Regions from separate parts of the Canis lupus genome. Here region 2 is linked to region 1. A link is a contact called in public Hi-C data. All regions are on one chromosome and are shown on one strand. The core of a region is the stretch at or near the end of the contact, and the rest is flanking DNA. Distances in the headings are between cores, read along the strand shown. Region 1 holds the start of ROCK1 (rho-associated protein kinase 1). Region 2 holds the start of USP14 (ubiquitin carboxyl-terminal hydrolase 14).

Region 1 (7,377 bases), core at 2,489-4,988:
TACATATTTATGAATGATTCTTTTCCTGAGATCCAACTGTTTGGGTTATTTATTGCTGAGAAACTACCCCAAAACTTAGTGGTTCAAAGTAGTGATCATTTTATTATTTCTTCATGATTCTACTCTGTGGGCAGTCTTTGGAGGGATTAACTTGTTTCTGCTCCATGTGGCATCATTTGGGCATTTCAGATGGCTGGGGGCTGATGGAATGGCTTCACTTGGGTCATAAGTCTGGAGTCTCTGTTCTCAGGGTCTGCTGGATTCCTCAGTTGTCCTCCATGTGATCTCTTCATGTGGTTAGTAAGTGTGGGTTTCCTCACACCATGGTGACCTCATGGTTTAGTTCAGTATAGTTGGATATCCCAGAGCACTAAACTGTTGGTTGCCAGGCAAACTGTCAAAGTTGGGCCCGATATTGGCACAGTGCCATTTTTGCTGCATTCTATTGGTTAGAATAGCTCACAAAGCCCCAGTCCAGATTCAGTGTAGGAGGGAACTCCAGGAGGCCATGCATACTGGAAGACACGGTTCACTGGGGGGCCATCTTTGGGAAGCTAGCTACCACATCAATATTTATGAAAGAAATTCCATAAACATTAAACTGAGTCTATTTCCTACCAAAAACCCCAAAGCAAAGGAATGCTAAACTTAATTGTCTTTCACTATTCACAAGTCTACACCCAAATCTTTCTGATTTTTCCATGATCTTTCCCAAATATGCCTCATTCAAATTCTTTCAGCACTGCAGTCTCTTCATTGGTTCCTAGCGTGAGTCTCATCTAAATTAAATGTTTCCAGATGTTTGAATTCCCAAAGCCAAAAAATTAAGATATAACTAACTTAATCTATGTATTTGCATAGAGTTGCTAACTCTGTAAGTTTTAAATATCCAAGTGAGAACATTAAAAGCTGTGCCATCTACTATTACTCTTGCTTCTAAAAGGAGAGTACATTTAATTTTTAAAAAAAGTTAGTAAAGAGAATTTCAGACTGAATGATAGTCTTAAATTAAAACTGCTTACTTCATGAAAACATGTAATAATATGCCTTTATTCTCATTTTGCTGCAGGTCAAGGAGACTCCACCAAGGAGTACCACTGGTTCTTGGACCCAGTGTTTGGAAACCTCTAGTCAAGCCATTGTTATTGAACATTGTCAAGGTCCTTTTTATTCTGAATCTTGGTAAAAATCATTTCATATCTCTCCCTAGGGGCCATAATCATATTGATCATGATGAAACATTTTAAATTCCTTCTTTTACATAGAATCATTTAAATTTGTGCTAATGCAAATAATACAGTTGTGAAATGCTTATTATTGTACTAAGATTGGATAATGTTGGCATACTCAGCTGTTAGGAATGGGGACTCTGGAGTCTGACTTCCTCTGTTCCAATCTGGATCTGTCATGATCTTGAGCAAGGAACATATCTTTCTGTATCTCAGTTTCTCCATCTATGATGTAGGTATAATCATAGCAGAATTCTTTTGATGTTTTAATTGAATTCCATGTACAAAATGCATATTAAAATGCCTAGCACATGGTAAATGCTCAGTATGTATAATTAATATTATATTCTTATTTATACAAATCAGTATTTTGCAATTGCACTTAGGATCTTAATATATACTTTAAGGGTGATCCCAAATATCCACAATGCTGTTGAAGAGAGTAGCCATTAGACAATAGAATTTTAAAGTTGCAAAGGAACTTCAATGTCATATGATTCTACCTTATGACAGGTGAGGACTTTTGTACTTAAACTGACATAGAGTCCATCCATCTTATGGTAAAAGATAAATAGTTGAGGGTTACAATAATCAGATTAACCTTGTAGAGAAGTAAAATATATAGCCCCCCCCCCCCATATATTTCCAGTAGTTTTGCCAGATTGGTTTTCAATTCCACTTATATTTATCAGTGCCACTCATGTATTGTCTTAGCTACCTGCACTTTTTTTTTTTGCACGTGTCCAATGAAAAGCAACATAATGCTCACAGTACTCTGAGAAACAAAATTCCGAAGAATACCTAAAAATGGTAATAAAAAAGTACAAGCAGAGTTTAGGAAATTTATTTTCGGGCAACTGCCAGATTTATTTTAAGCCCTATGCTTAAAAATAAATGTAATTCACATGACCAGCTTAAAATACTGGAGCCAAGAAAAGTCACTGCAAAAGCATTTAATAAAATACCTGAATTTTGTCTAGTTGTCGTCTTTGTTATGATTTTTGTGAAGACTTACTTCCTATCTTGATTTATACAGTGGTTTTTACATCTAAATATTTCTTGTATATAATAAGGTGAAAATAGAATAGACATTTTTCAAACAATATAACATTTTCCTAACCTCTGACTCACACCACAAAGTTAGTGGACTGTTCAGATGCTATGCAATGTTTTTTTTACATAGAAAGACAATTGGTTCATCTGTAGCATTTTCCAGTGTGGGGTAAAACGTCCACGTTTTTTATTTCTAGCAATCTTTAATCTGACCCATGAGCAAAACTAAAGATTGATTAGAAATAAGGTAGATTTCCCGCTGATAGCCGTGAAGAACATGAGCAGATTGAACAAGTCTTTACCTTCTCACACCACAGTCAATGAAGCAATTGACTTAAGAGGAAATGCTCATAATTTTCATATTCTACATTGGTTCTGTTAAAATCACAATTTTAGGTTTCACTGAACTTGCAGGATCACACATCAAGAAGAGAACTACAGGGCATCCCTGGGTGGCTCAGCGGTTAAGCGCCTGCCTTCGGCCCAGGGCGTGATCTTGGAGACCCGGGATCGAGACCCGCGTGGGGCTCCCTGCCTGGAGCCTGCTTCTGTCTCTGTCCCCGCCCCTTCTCTGTGTCTCTCATGAATAAATAAAATCTTAAAAAAAAAAAAAAAAAAGGAAGAGAACTACAATGGGAGTGAATAATGGTGCGGAAGAACTAGTAGGAGTAACTTAAAATATTGATTCTGAGATTTAAAAAAAAAAAAAAAAAAGCAAACTGAACTTGATTTCTACGGACTATTTCTTCCGGAGTCCGTATTTAGTGCTCCCCTGATACACACGCTCGGCTTAGGAGGGTTCAGTACTGCATGGCTTCGTCATTTTCCCATGGAATCGCAGACGGTTTAAATGTGGTGGTGTTCCCGGAGGGCCGACGGTGAAATACTACAGAAAACCAGCTCATTAGCTGATGCTAAAACGCTGCCTTGTCGGTGAAAAGGCATCTTGCCTAAAAAAGAACCTATTTGCAAAATAATAACAAGCACCCTCTCTTTCCGGTCAGAGAGCTCTGGACCGCAGCCGCCCAGAGGGAGGGCAGTTGAGGCAGCTGCCAGGAGACCACCAGAGACCGAAAGAGCTCGGCGCCCCTGCCCGCCCCACCCTCGCCTAGCCCGCCTCGACCTCTGCTACAGCTCCAGAGCTCCACTCGGCTCTTCAGATCCCGCCGGGGTGAGGGCGGTGCCTCCCGCCGCACCCGGTGGGCTCCTCCCTGCTTACCAGCCCTCCCGGTCCGCCCGCTAGGCCCCGGGCGCGCCCCGCCTTCCGCCCCGCCTTCCGCCCCGCCCCCCCGGCCCGGCCCCGCCCCCCCGGCCCGGCCCCGCCCCCTGGCCCGGCCCGGCCCCGCCCCGCCCTGCGAAGGCGCCGGCGTGCTCGCGCGCGCGGCGCGAGTCCGATTCTCCTTCCGAGCGTCCGCGCCCCGCATGCGCAGTCCGCGCCGGCGGTCTCCGTTTGTTTGAACAGGAAGGCGGACATATTAGTCCCTCACGGCCCCCCTCGCCCCACCCCCCCAGGCATTCGCTGCCGCGACTCGCCCTCTCCAGAGCTGGGGACGCAGCCCCTCCCAGAAGTTCCCGCATCAGCAGCCGCCGGGACCCGAGCCTCGTCTTCCTCCGCCGCCCGCTCTCCAGCCTTTCCTCTCCTAAGTCTCCATCGGGCGCCGACCTCGCCCTGCCCCGCCGGACAGCGCGGCAGCAGCCCCAGCAGCGACGGTACAAAATGGGAGAGTGAGGCTGTCCCGCGGGGAGCAGCTCTTGGCAGGGTCGGATCCGGGCGTCGGGCCGCGCCGAGGAGAGCCGGGGATGCGGGGCTAGACCGCCTACGGCGCCTCTGAGCGGAGCGGGTCGGGCCCCGTGGCCCAAGAGGCGGCAGCAGCTGGCACAGCTCCGCACCCGCCCTTCGCTTTCGCCTTTCCTCTTCTCCCTCCCCTGCTGCCGGCGGAGTCTCCACCCTGCTGCTCTTTCTCTCCCACCGCCTGCCCACTTCGGGACGGGGAACTCTCCATGGCGAAGACGGCTGGGGCCCGCTAGGCTGAAGCGCCAGCCGGAGCAGCGAGGCTGGTGGCGACGGCGCTGTCGGCTGTCGTTAAGGGGCTGCCGGGTGGGATGCGACTTTGGGCGTCGGAGCGGCTGTGGGTCGCCGTTGCCCCCGGCCCGGGGTCTGGGGAGCGGAGATCCCCTCAGTGAGGGGGAGGAGGGGGAACCGGGCGCACCTGGTGACCCTGAGGTTCCGGCTTCTCCGCCCCGCGGTCGCGAACCCACCGCCGGAGGAAGTTGGTTGAAACTGCTTTCCGCTGCTGGTGCTGCTGGTACGAGGGTATTGTCACAGTAGCAGCAACATGTCGACTGGGGACAGTTTTGAGGCTCGGTTTGAAAAAATCGACAACCTGCTGCGGGATCCGAAATCAGAAGTGAATTCGGATTGTTTGCTGGTGAGTAGCACTGTCGTCTTTTGCCAGTCTGGGGTTCTGCGTGTATTTGCCTTCCTCTTGCTTTCAATCTAGTTATTTGCAAAAGAAAGTTTCAGGTGTGCATACTCTCGGAAAAACACCAAAATCTGCTGTTTTTCCTGAACCGTCTTTGGAGCACCACTAAAATCTCATGCCGTGGCCTTATTTATCGTTGGAGTGGCTCTGTACTAACTTCTCTGAACTTTTAGCTCGAACTCAGTTCATCATTCTACAAAAGGTACTTAGGCATCACGTAAAAAGTTACACTGTCAGTTATTTCCGCAGTTTGTTGAATGACGATCTTAGTAATAATCTTTTTGATCGGTTTGACAGCAATACTGGAAAGACGCTTTCCACTTAACAGAGATTCAGCTCCTAAGGGTTTAGTTTTTAGACGTGGAAGTGACAATGGAGAATCAACATTGAGAAAGCGATTTTTGAGCCAAGATGTCATAGGTGATTTGAATCTGGAGGAACTTTTTGCTGGACTGTTAAGTGTAAAGATCTAAGATAACTGAAGATAGGTCATCACATTATTAACTCTTTTACAGTATTGGTGATCACAAAAGTACCGCACAGATATTTTATCATAACTGCCTTTTTTGGTGGTGGTGTGCTTACCATTGTCACTTTTAAAAGATTCTGAAGAAGTTTTTATGAAATGAAAGGCCAAGTTCTTAAAGATCCTTCAGTGGTTACAATTATCTGTAAATAATTAGGGTTTGTAAGTTTTGTCTATTTTCCCTGATACTAATAGTTGCAAACTCTGTAAGGGAGTTTCTCCTTTTACTTTACTGAACAACTAAAAGTTATATAATAATTCTGTTTTAGTTCAAACAAAACCACAATCTCTAAAATTGCAGGGAGTATGTATACGAAGTTATTTAGAGCCCTCTCAGAAAATTAAATGTTAGATATATACGGTATTTGGGATTAAGATTAAGTGAACACAATAATGCCATTCAGAGAAATAATTTAAAAATCTCATGTTGATTCTGGAAAATTATGTAGATCATCTTAAATTAGCATGTATTTCAGTTATTCTAAATATCTGGGTGTATTTTTAAGTGTATAATGTTATACAAGAAAATTTCTCCCCAAACTTTCAAAATTACTCTAAACATCCTTTACTATGAAAGTAGAGTCTTGTGGGTTGTATATTTGAAATATGTCACATTATGGATGCGCTTCATATTGAGAAACAGGATGATGGATGCCTGATACAATTTAAAACACTTTATTGAATGACAGAAATGGAAGGAATTAGAACACATCTTTCTACTAAGAATTTGTCATTTTTAAAGCCAAGTCTTTTATTATTTACCCAATTTCCGTGTATCTTTGATTCTATTTTACTTTTTGATCTTACTCCATGAAACAGCAGTATGGGGTGTTTAGTAGCTCTTTTTTTTTTTTTTTAAGTTGTCATGTAACCTCTTGCCTTAGTTGCCTATTGAAATGTGGAAGATACGAATATAGGTCATGGACTCTTTTTTTAAAATTTTATTTATTTTTTAAGATTTTATTTATTTATTGGTGACACAGAGAGAGGCAGAGACACAGGCAGAGGGAGAAGCAGGCTCCATGCAGGGAGCCTGACATGGGACCCGATCCCAGGTCTCCAGGATCACGCCCTGGGCTGAAGGCACTAAACCGCTGAGCCACCCGGGCTGCCCAGGTCATGGACTCTTTACTTGAAAGTCCAATCTATTTAGGAAAACAAGACCTAATCTTAAATATGCACACAGAAACAAAGGAAAACACTTTACACACTGAAAAAATGTGTGATAGATTTCAAATGATTGGTGTAGGTGATGCACGTTCTTGGTTATTGAAAAGAAGAAATTGCTGTGTGTTCAGAGGGCGGGAGTATGCTTTATGATGAGTGGATAGGTTTAGAGGATGTTCAGAGGAGGAGTAGAGGATAACATGAATGGAGGGTGAGGATGTGATTGGCTATGACATGTTTAGGGGAACAAGATAAAGATGGAAACATAGATTGGGGTTAGAATGTGGAAGATTTGATTGTTGGTTACGGGAATTTAGATTTTCTTCAGTATATTGTAGCTATTAAATATTTGTAAACAGCACTGTGCCAGGATGAATGAAGGTGAATCTGGTAGTTATATGCAGGATAGGGTGTGTGAAAAGAGATTGGAGATGGGATGAGACTGGGGACTTCTTAACAAATTAATAGTCCAGGAATTATTGAAGCCCCAAACTGGCGCATTAAAATGGGAAAGGAAGAATTGATGGAACTTGATTGGCAGGGCTGGGGAGAAGGGGGAACCAAAGTGAGAGAAAATAGATGATGCTAAAAAATTTGAAGCTAGCTTATAGGGAGACTGTTGAAAAGCAAAGTCAGGTTTGGAAATCTCTTGGGAAGAACAAGCAACAGAGAAGTTCAATTTCAGGTTGTATTTTAGAGGATAGTGGGACAACCACAAAGAAATGACCAGTAGACTATTGGAGATAGGAAACTGAGCTCATAAAGATAACAATTTGGAAATCATTTGCACAGAAGTGCAAGTTGAAACTGATAAAACGATAAAGGGTAAGAGATGAAAGTTGAACAAAGAGGAAGAGTCAAGAAAGTTGGCAATCAGGGCCTTTTCAGGGTTAGGACAGCCAGGTATCTTGGAGTCAAG
Region 2 (7,377 bases), core at 1,737-4,236, 170 kb after region 1:
TGTGATTAAGGATTTTAAGATGAGATTACCCTGGGTTATCCAGGTGCAACCAATGTAATACAGCATCTTTATAAAGAGGGAGGCAGAGGATTAGAGTCGGGGCAGAGCTATGAGGATGGAAGCAGGGTTTGGAGGGATGCTGTTGCTAGAAGGGGCAGTAAGACAAGGACTGTGGACATCCTCTAGCATCTGGGAAAGGTAAGAACTGGATTCTCCCCTAGAGCTTTCGGAAAGAGCACAGTCTTGCTAACACCTTAAGATTGGGACCACTGTTGAATTCTGTCTGCCAGAACAGTAAGATGATACATTTGTGTTGCCCTAAGCCAGTAAATGTGTGATAATTTGTTAAAGCAGCAATAGAAAACAAATATACAGCTCTTCCATTTGGGGCATCCAATGTCCTATACCCCAATATGTCTACACGGGAGGCAGAGCCAGACACTCCTTTCCTCATCATTAGCTAATTATATATTCTTGATCAGGACGCAGAATCTTGAGGGATTGAGGTGGACAAGGAATTAGAAATTACTCATGGAAGTGATGGTAAGAGTGGCCAGACTGTTTCTGTGACATGACCTTACCTATGTTCCCTGCTGCCCATATCCCTTGGTGCCCATCCATTATCTGTGCTTGGTTCACAAGTTTTCCTATCGATTCTATTAGCTTACCCTATATTCTACCAATAAATTCCTTCCATTGTTTATAGCCAAGAGCTTTAATTCAGAGGGCCATGGAGTTAATTTGTGCATATTTCTTGCTTTTTTTTCAAGATTTTAAGTAATCTTTATACACAACATGAGCTTTGAACTCATGACCCCGAGATCAAGAGTCACATGCTCTACTGACTGAGCCAACCAAGTGCCCCCTAATCTGTGCATATTTCAATATTCCTAGTAGATTCTCAGTCAAATGAGGGCAGGACTTTTGATTCATCTTTGTATTCGCAGATTTTACATTGAGTGTCTGCACTTAATATGTACTTGTTGAATAAGAGGACCAAACATTTAAATGAACAGTACTTGATAGAAAGGGTAATTGTAGGAGGAGGCCTTATGTGTGTATGAAAGAATTACCATTAAATAAAGACCTTAAAATTAGATAAAATATCTACTGGCCAGATGAGGAGTGGGTATTTTAAGCACGAAACCACAGGTAGTTCAGCAACTAAAAACTTTTCTGATACTTGGCTACATTTTACAGACATTATTTATTTATAAACATGTTGGTTAAGATATTACTAATATATTCATTATTTAAAGAAGTCAACCTTAAGCAGAAGATTGCATGCATTAAACACATGTAGACCAGGGCTTAACAACATATGGTATACAGGGCAAGGCTGCTATCATCTATAATTCCTGCTGAGATTTGGGAAGGCTAGCTATACAAATTTCCTTTGACATTTCCTTTTAGTTGCTAGCACTGGGCCATATCCTCCCTCTGTTCCATTTGTCTTAAATTCAAGGCTAGAAGTTAGTTTTACTGAAGTGTTGGTCAGTGTGAGCTGAAGACAGACTTGTTCTAGAAGACTCTGAGTACCTATTGAATGAGTAAGTCAAAAATAGGTTGCTCTCACATCCAGTTCTCACAGCATCAAATAATTCCAGAGTATCCACTAGATGATTTCTGTTTATAGTCTAGACATTAAAGAAACGGAAGTTTGGGGCACCTGGGTGGTTCAGTTGGTTATTTAATCTTCGTCAGAATCTTGTAATATAGATAATATTCTTGGTTTCATCGAGAAGGAAACTGAAGTTGAGAGGTCACACAGCCAGTACCAACCGGATTCAGACAAGTCTTAATCTATAACCATTAATTTTATTACCTGCAATCATAGTGCTCAATAAATTTGATACTCTTTCCACTTAATATATCACTTTAAAAATATTCTACAGCATCATTGTGTTGTTTCCCTCACATTTTGGATCGTATTCTCATGATAGGTCTTGAAGTAGCAAAGGGTATGACTCCTGATGTACATTCATGAAATGGGTCTCCAAACAGGTTGTAGCGTTTTGAAATAGGGACAATCTACGTCTTGAAATATGGACAGCTTCAAAACTTTTGTGGCATTTGGAATCATTGTAAAGCCTCTGTAAGGTAAGAAAGCACCTCAAATTTGACTTGAATCTCTGAAATCTCTCCTTTCACTTACAGGCTCTACTTCTCATCTAGAATGCTTGGATTTACTTCTCTCATGATAACCTGGACTCTGAAGAGGCTTCAGAAACCATCCAGTTGAATTCTCTCTTTTTCCCAGATTGGGGAAACAGGTCCAAGGCAGCTGAGTGCAAGTCCCCGCGCCTGTCACAGGGCATTTTTCTTCCTGCCACCTTACTAGATGCAACCTAGGGTCGCAACCGGTTGTTAGAAACAACACTAATACATTACAATCAGGGCAGGCCTGTCTCTGCAGTATTCAACGCCTTTTGACACGCATATTGTCACAAAACCCTGAAAGGGAGAGCTGGATAATCTTCATCCGTAAGCAGACTGACCAGGTGAGGGGCGGAGCAAGGCCTCTCTCGGCTCTTCCACCGGCTATATTAACAAACAAACAAAAAATGCCTGGCTCTAGTCGAGCCCTTTCAAAAAAAGAAGAGAGAGACATTTTTTTCCTTTTTTAAAAGGCAGCTGCAGGGCAGCCCGGGTGGCTCAGCAGTTTAGCGCCACCTTCAGCCCAGGGCGTGATCCTGGAGACCCCGGATCGGGTCCCACGTCGGGCTCCCTGCAGAGCCTGCTTCTCCCTCTGCCTGTGTCTGTGCTCCTCTCTCTCTCTCTGTGTCTCTCATGAATAAATAGATAAAATCTTAAAAAAAAAAAAAAAAAGGCAGCTGCAGGGTACCAGGTTCGCACTGGCACAGGGGCCAGCGGGGCGGGCGGCAGGGCAGGGCCGGCCCCTCCGCGGTGGGCTCGGTCAGCGCAGCGCAGCGTAGCGCACCGCACTGCGCAGGCGCGCACCTGTACTGGCGCAGGGGCCGCGCGCCCGGCCCGCCCGCCCGCCCGCCGCCTCGCGCGGCTTCCCTCCCACCTCCCTCAGCCCCGCACCCTCCAGGCCCCGCCTCGCCCTGCTCCGCGCCGGGTCTTCGGCTGCAGCCGCCGTGTGGGTCCGCGGGCGGGCAAACTGCGTGTTGCTGCGTCATCGGCAGTGGCCGGTTTGAATGAGACTCGTCGCACCCGTGCTGCCGCCACCACCGCGCCTCCGCCTCGGTCGCCGCCGCCACAGCTTCATCGCGTCCCTTTCCCTTCGACGCCCTTGCCAGGCCCAGCCTTCCTGCACCGCCGCCGCCGCCGCCGCCGCCGCCTCTCGAGCCGCCATGCCGCTTTATTCCGGTGAGCTCCTTCCTCACCCTGCAGTCCGGTCCCGCGCCTAGGCCTCGAGTAGGCCGGGCCTGCAGGGCTGGCACCGGGCTGAGGACGGGGCGGGGGAGGGGGCCGGCCGGCCTGGTGGGAGGCGACTGCGTGGCGACGACCCTGGCCGCTTTCTCTCAGCCCGCTGTTTGCGAGCTCCGCAGCTCGAGGGACCGCTGTCCCTTCTGGGCGGGGTGGGCGGGAGTGGGGATGGGGAGCGCGAGTCCGTCTCCGCGAGTGGTGACTCTGCAGAATAGTTTCTGTCGCCGTCCTGGTGAGCCCGGGGAGGTGAGGGTGTGTCCGGAGGCCCCCGGGGCGGGCCCGGGCTCGGTGGTAGCTGCGGAGAGGGAGAGTCAGGGAGGGGGAAGCCTGAGGTACGGGAGGATGGAAGCTTAGCCTTCCTCCGTCGTGCTTGGGGTTTACCTCAGCCAGCTCCCCACAGCTTACTCCTTGCCGCCTTTGGCTCAAACACCCCCTTTTGTGGTACCAATTTCAGTTTTTATCCAGAGGTAGATCGTGAACTTCTTGCTTCGTTTTCGTTTCCTCAAACGTTGTGTATTGGGTTTCCACTCCTGAAGCGTGCTGTTAGCTTTCAGACTTAGAGGAATACAAATACCTGCAGGCGTCATTTCCTTTTAAACGGCGATTGACAGTTTTTATTTTATTTTGCTTCAGGCAGTCCCAAGGTATTCCTGGCCAGCGATCACATTTTCACTAGTGAAGGGACCTTGCTGTTGCTGATTCTTACTCAAAATGGCACCTAAGTGGTGACTTCGGTTCGCTGTGGGCGTGTGATTCATTGGCCATACCCAACTCCATGATCATTCCTTTATGAAAGATTCAGCTTTTTCCAAAGAAGGATATGAAACAAAGGAATAATGTTTAATCTTGAGGTGGATTCTTAATGGCCTAGAATCTTGAATACTTTAATGATTGCTGAACCTTTCTAAAGCCACGATTAACAGGAGAATGGTACTTTGAAAGAGTCTATTTACGCAACGTAGAAAGGAAGAGTTATTAATTGATAGCAATAAATGCCAGTGTATGCTGGACTTAAACACACTGGTGGACTCACAACACCAACCCCTCTCTTTGTTCCCCTCAAAAAATACTTATATTCCCCAAACTATCTATCTTAACGTTAAGTTCTATCGTAAATATTTAATCGTATCTTTTCCTTATTTCCAAAATGAGAGAATTGGAGTAGATTTTTAGGATTTCCTCCTTTGACCTCTCCATATTGAGAATTTATGTTTTCAGGTTCTACAAAAACCCCTATATTAAAATGAGAGTATTTCAGGTACCATTTCATGAGTTTTAGCAGAGAATTAAATAGGTCTGTATATGGTTAAGTGCTGTAAAAATAAGTGAACACCTGGTATACCTGGCACAAAGCTAGTGTTTTTATACATGTTGCTTTTTTTAAATCTTCAACATAATGGTATAATACTGGTACAAGTCTCTTTGATGGATAAGCAGAAAGTTTCAGTAACTTGCTCATGGTGACACAGCTAAATCAGTTTCAGATAGGTTCCTCTTCATTATATCTAATATTCTTTTGGTTTAGTCTCTTGCTCGTGTTATTCTCTGTTCTAGTTTATTTCAGAATTACAGTTGTGCCCACTTCAGACCCATTTTCCAGCTGTTACAAGAGTGATCTGATGTGCAAAGCAGACCAAGGTGGTCTTTATGAAAACCTTTCACAGATTTTGCATTTTTATAACACAAAGCCCAAAACCTCCTGTATATTTTAACATGACTTCTGTTATCTTCCTTAACTTGATCCTTGACCACCTTCCAGTTTCAGCCTCTTTGTCTCCCCTCGGGGAATTACTCAAATCTCAGAACACATAATCCAGTTTTATGCTTTTGATGTTTTTCTTATCTTTTTCAGATATGCTTATATTTTAAGTGGCTAATTTTTTTTTTTTTTTTAAGACTCAACTCAATGTTGATAATTAGAACCCAAAGTTACCACTTCTTCCAGGGAATCCTTCACTCATGAAGCATTCCACTGTGATCCTGTGGCATTTATAATATTTATATTGTATTGTTAATTATTTTGACCTTTTCTGCCCCTTTTCTCTCTTATTAGAATCTAAGTTCATAGAGTCTTCCTAGAGCTTGTTCTGGGCTTAATGAGTGCTAAACACAATAATTGAACTAGTGAAGGAATTGAGATTTGGAATAAGGATTAGTTTTTCATATTTTGGTGTTATTAGGAAAACAGCTAATTGTGAGATTCTCATTTGAGTAGATATGAAGTTTTCAGTGGAAACGAGCTATGTATATTGTGTTTACTTATTTTTATGGATTTCAAAAGTTAGCTATTTTATGATGCCGATTGGAATTTTAATTATACGGTAAAATATACGTAAAAAATGTACTATTTTAAGCATTTTAAAATTATATTTTTTGGTATTAAGTACATTCATATTGTTGTGTGACCATCATCAGCATTCACCTGCAGAACTTGTTCATGTTCCTGCACTGAAATTGTGTACCCATAAAACAATAACTCTCCATATCCTCTTCCCCCCAGCCTCCTGACAACCACCATTCCACTTTCTGTCTCTATGAATTTGACTACTGTAGGTACCTTACATAAGGGGAATAATAAAATTTGTCTTTTTGTATCTGGCTTATTTTGGTTAGCATAATGTCTCCAAGGTTCATCTATGTTGTATAGCATGTATAAGAATTTTGTTACTTTTTAAGGCTGAATAAGATCCATTTTATGTCTGAACCACATTTTGTTCACCCGTTTATCTGTTGATGGACAACTTGGGTCGCTCACATCTTTTAGGCTCTTGTGAGTAATGCACTATGAACACGGGTATATAAATATTTGAGACCCTGCTTAACACTTTTGAGTGTATACTTAGAAATGGAATTTTTGAGTCATATGGTAAGTTTAATTTTTTGAGGAACCACCATACTTTTTTCCACAGTGGCTGTGCTGTTTCATATTCCCATAAGGAATGCTCAGGGGTTCCAGTTTTTCTCCATCTTCACCAGTACTTGGTATTTTCTTCCTCCCCCCCCCTTTTTTTTTTAAGATTTATTTATTTATTTATTCATGATAGAGAGAAAGAGAGAGAGGCAGAGACACAGGCAGAGGAAGAAGCAGGTTCCATGCCGGGAATCCGACGCGGGACTCGACTCCGGGTCCCCAGGATTGCGCCCTGGGCCAAAGGCAGGCGCCAAACCACTGAGCCACCCGGGGATCCCCTCTTTTTTTAAATAGCCATCCAAATGACTGATGTAGGATTTCTATGTTTTTTAATGATTTAGTTGTATCTTTAGATTCTTAATATTTGACTACCTCTTGCTCAGGAACCAAAACCTTTCAATTTTCCCATGGAACCATTCTTCTTATAATCCAGAATCTGTATTCTTTAACCTGTTTTAAATATGCTTTATTTTTCCAATAATTTTTTTTTTATTTTTTTCAAGTTATCTTTCTAACTTCTTTAGTCTTTCTATTCCCGCACTAAGTACTGATTTTAATAATTATTTATTTAAACACATTTTGAAGTCTGTGAACCTTATTCTGGGAAATATTCCAAAGTGATATTTTGTTGAGATTATTAGAGTAGGATTCAGAACACTTGAATGTTTACTAACTAGTTTTGTGACTAGTAAATCAATCATCTCATAAGGCTTAGTTTTATTTATCAAATAAGTTGGATTAGATTGAATTACATTTTATTGAGGACCTTCTATGTTCAAGTTAGTCCTGATTAGGTAAGCATTTTGAGCATGTAAAGAGGAATGGCATAAGCTAGTTCTTGAAAGCCAAAATAATGGGTCCCTAGGGATCTTCTAAGTCTGAAGTTCTTTTATTTTAATAAATGAAAAAAAATTATGGTTTTGCTTGCAGTTACCGTGAAATGGGGAAAGGAAAAATTTGAAGGTGTAGAATTGAACACTGATGAACCTCCAATGGTGTTTAAGGCTCAGCTTTTTGCACTGACTGGAGTCCAACCGGCCAGACAGAAAGTTATGGTGAAAGGAGGAACATTG

What was found. Hi-C and Micro-C count contacts between places; a contact is called where the count stands out from the background.
Region 2: a contact with region 1 is called in a Hi-C map of blood, with 1.9 times the contacts expected there. The contact joins the promoter of USP14 here to the promoter of ROCK1 in region 1. A contact is called at or near these places in 2 of 9 Hi-C or Micro-C datasets (amygdala and blood).

Annotation. Positions count from the first base shown.
Region 1 is chr7:66,914,207-66,921,583 of UU_Cfam_GSD_1.0, forward strand. ROCK1 (rho-associated protein kinase 1) reads left to right here and starts at 3,739. Exons shown (of 33, transcript XM_038543695.1): 1 at 3,739-4,711. The coding sequence starts at 4,619. It overlaps PLP2 (proteolipid protein 2), which reads left to right. Exons shown (of 3, transcript XM_038543690.1): 3 at 1,070-1,543. The coding sequence ends at 1,247.
Region 2 is chr7:67,088,132-67,095,508 of UU_Cfam_GSD_1.0, forward strand. It overlaps USP14 (ubiquitin carboxyl-terminal hydrolase 14), which reads left to right and starts at 2,987. Exons shown (of 15, transcript XM_038543699.1): 1 at 2,987-3,333; 2 at 7,235-7,377. The coding sequence starts at 3,162.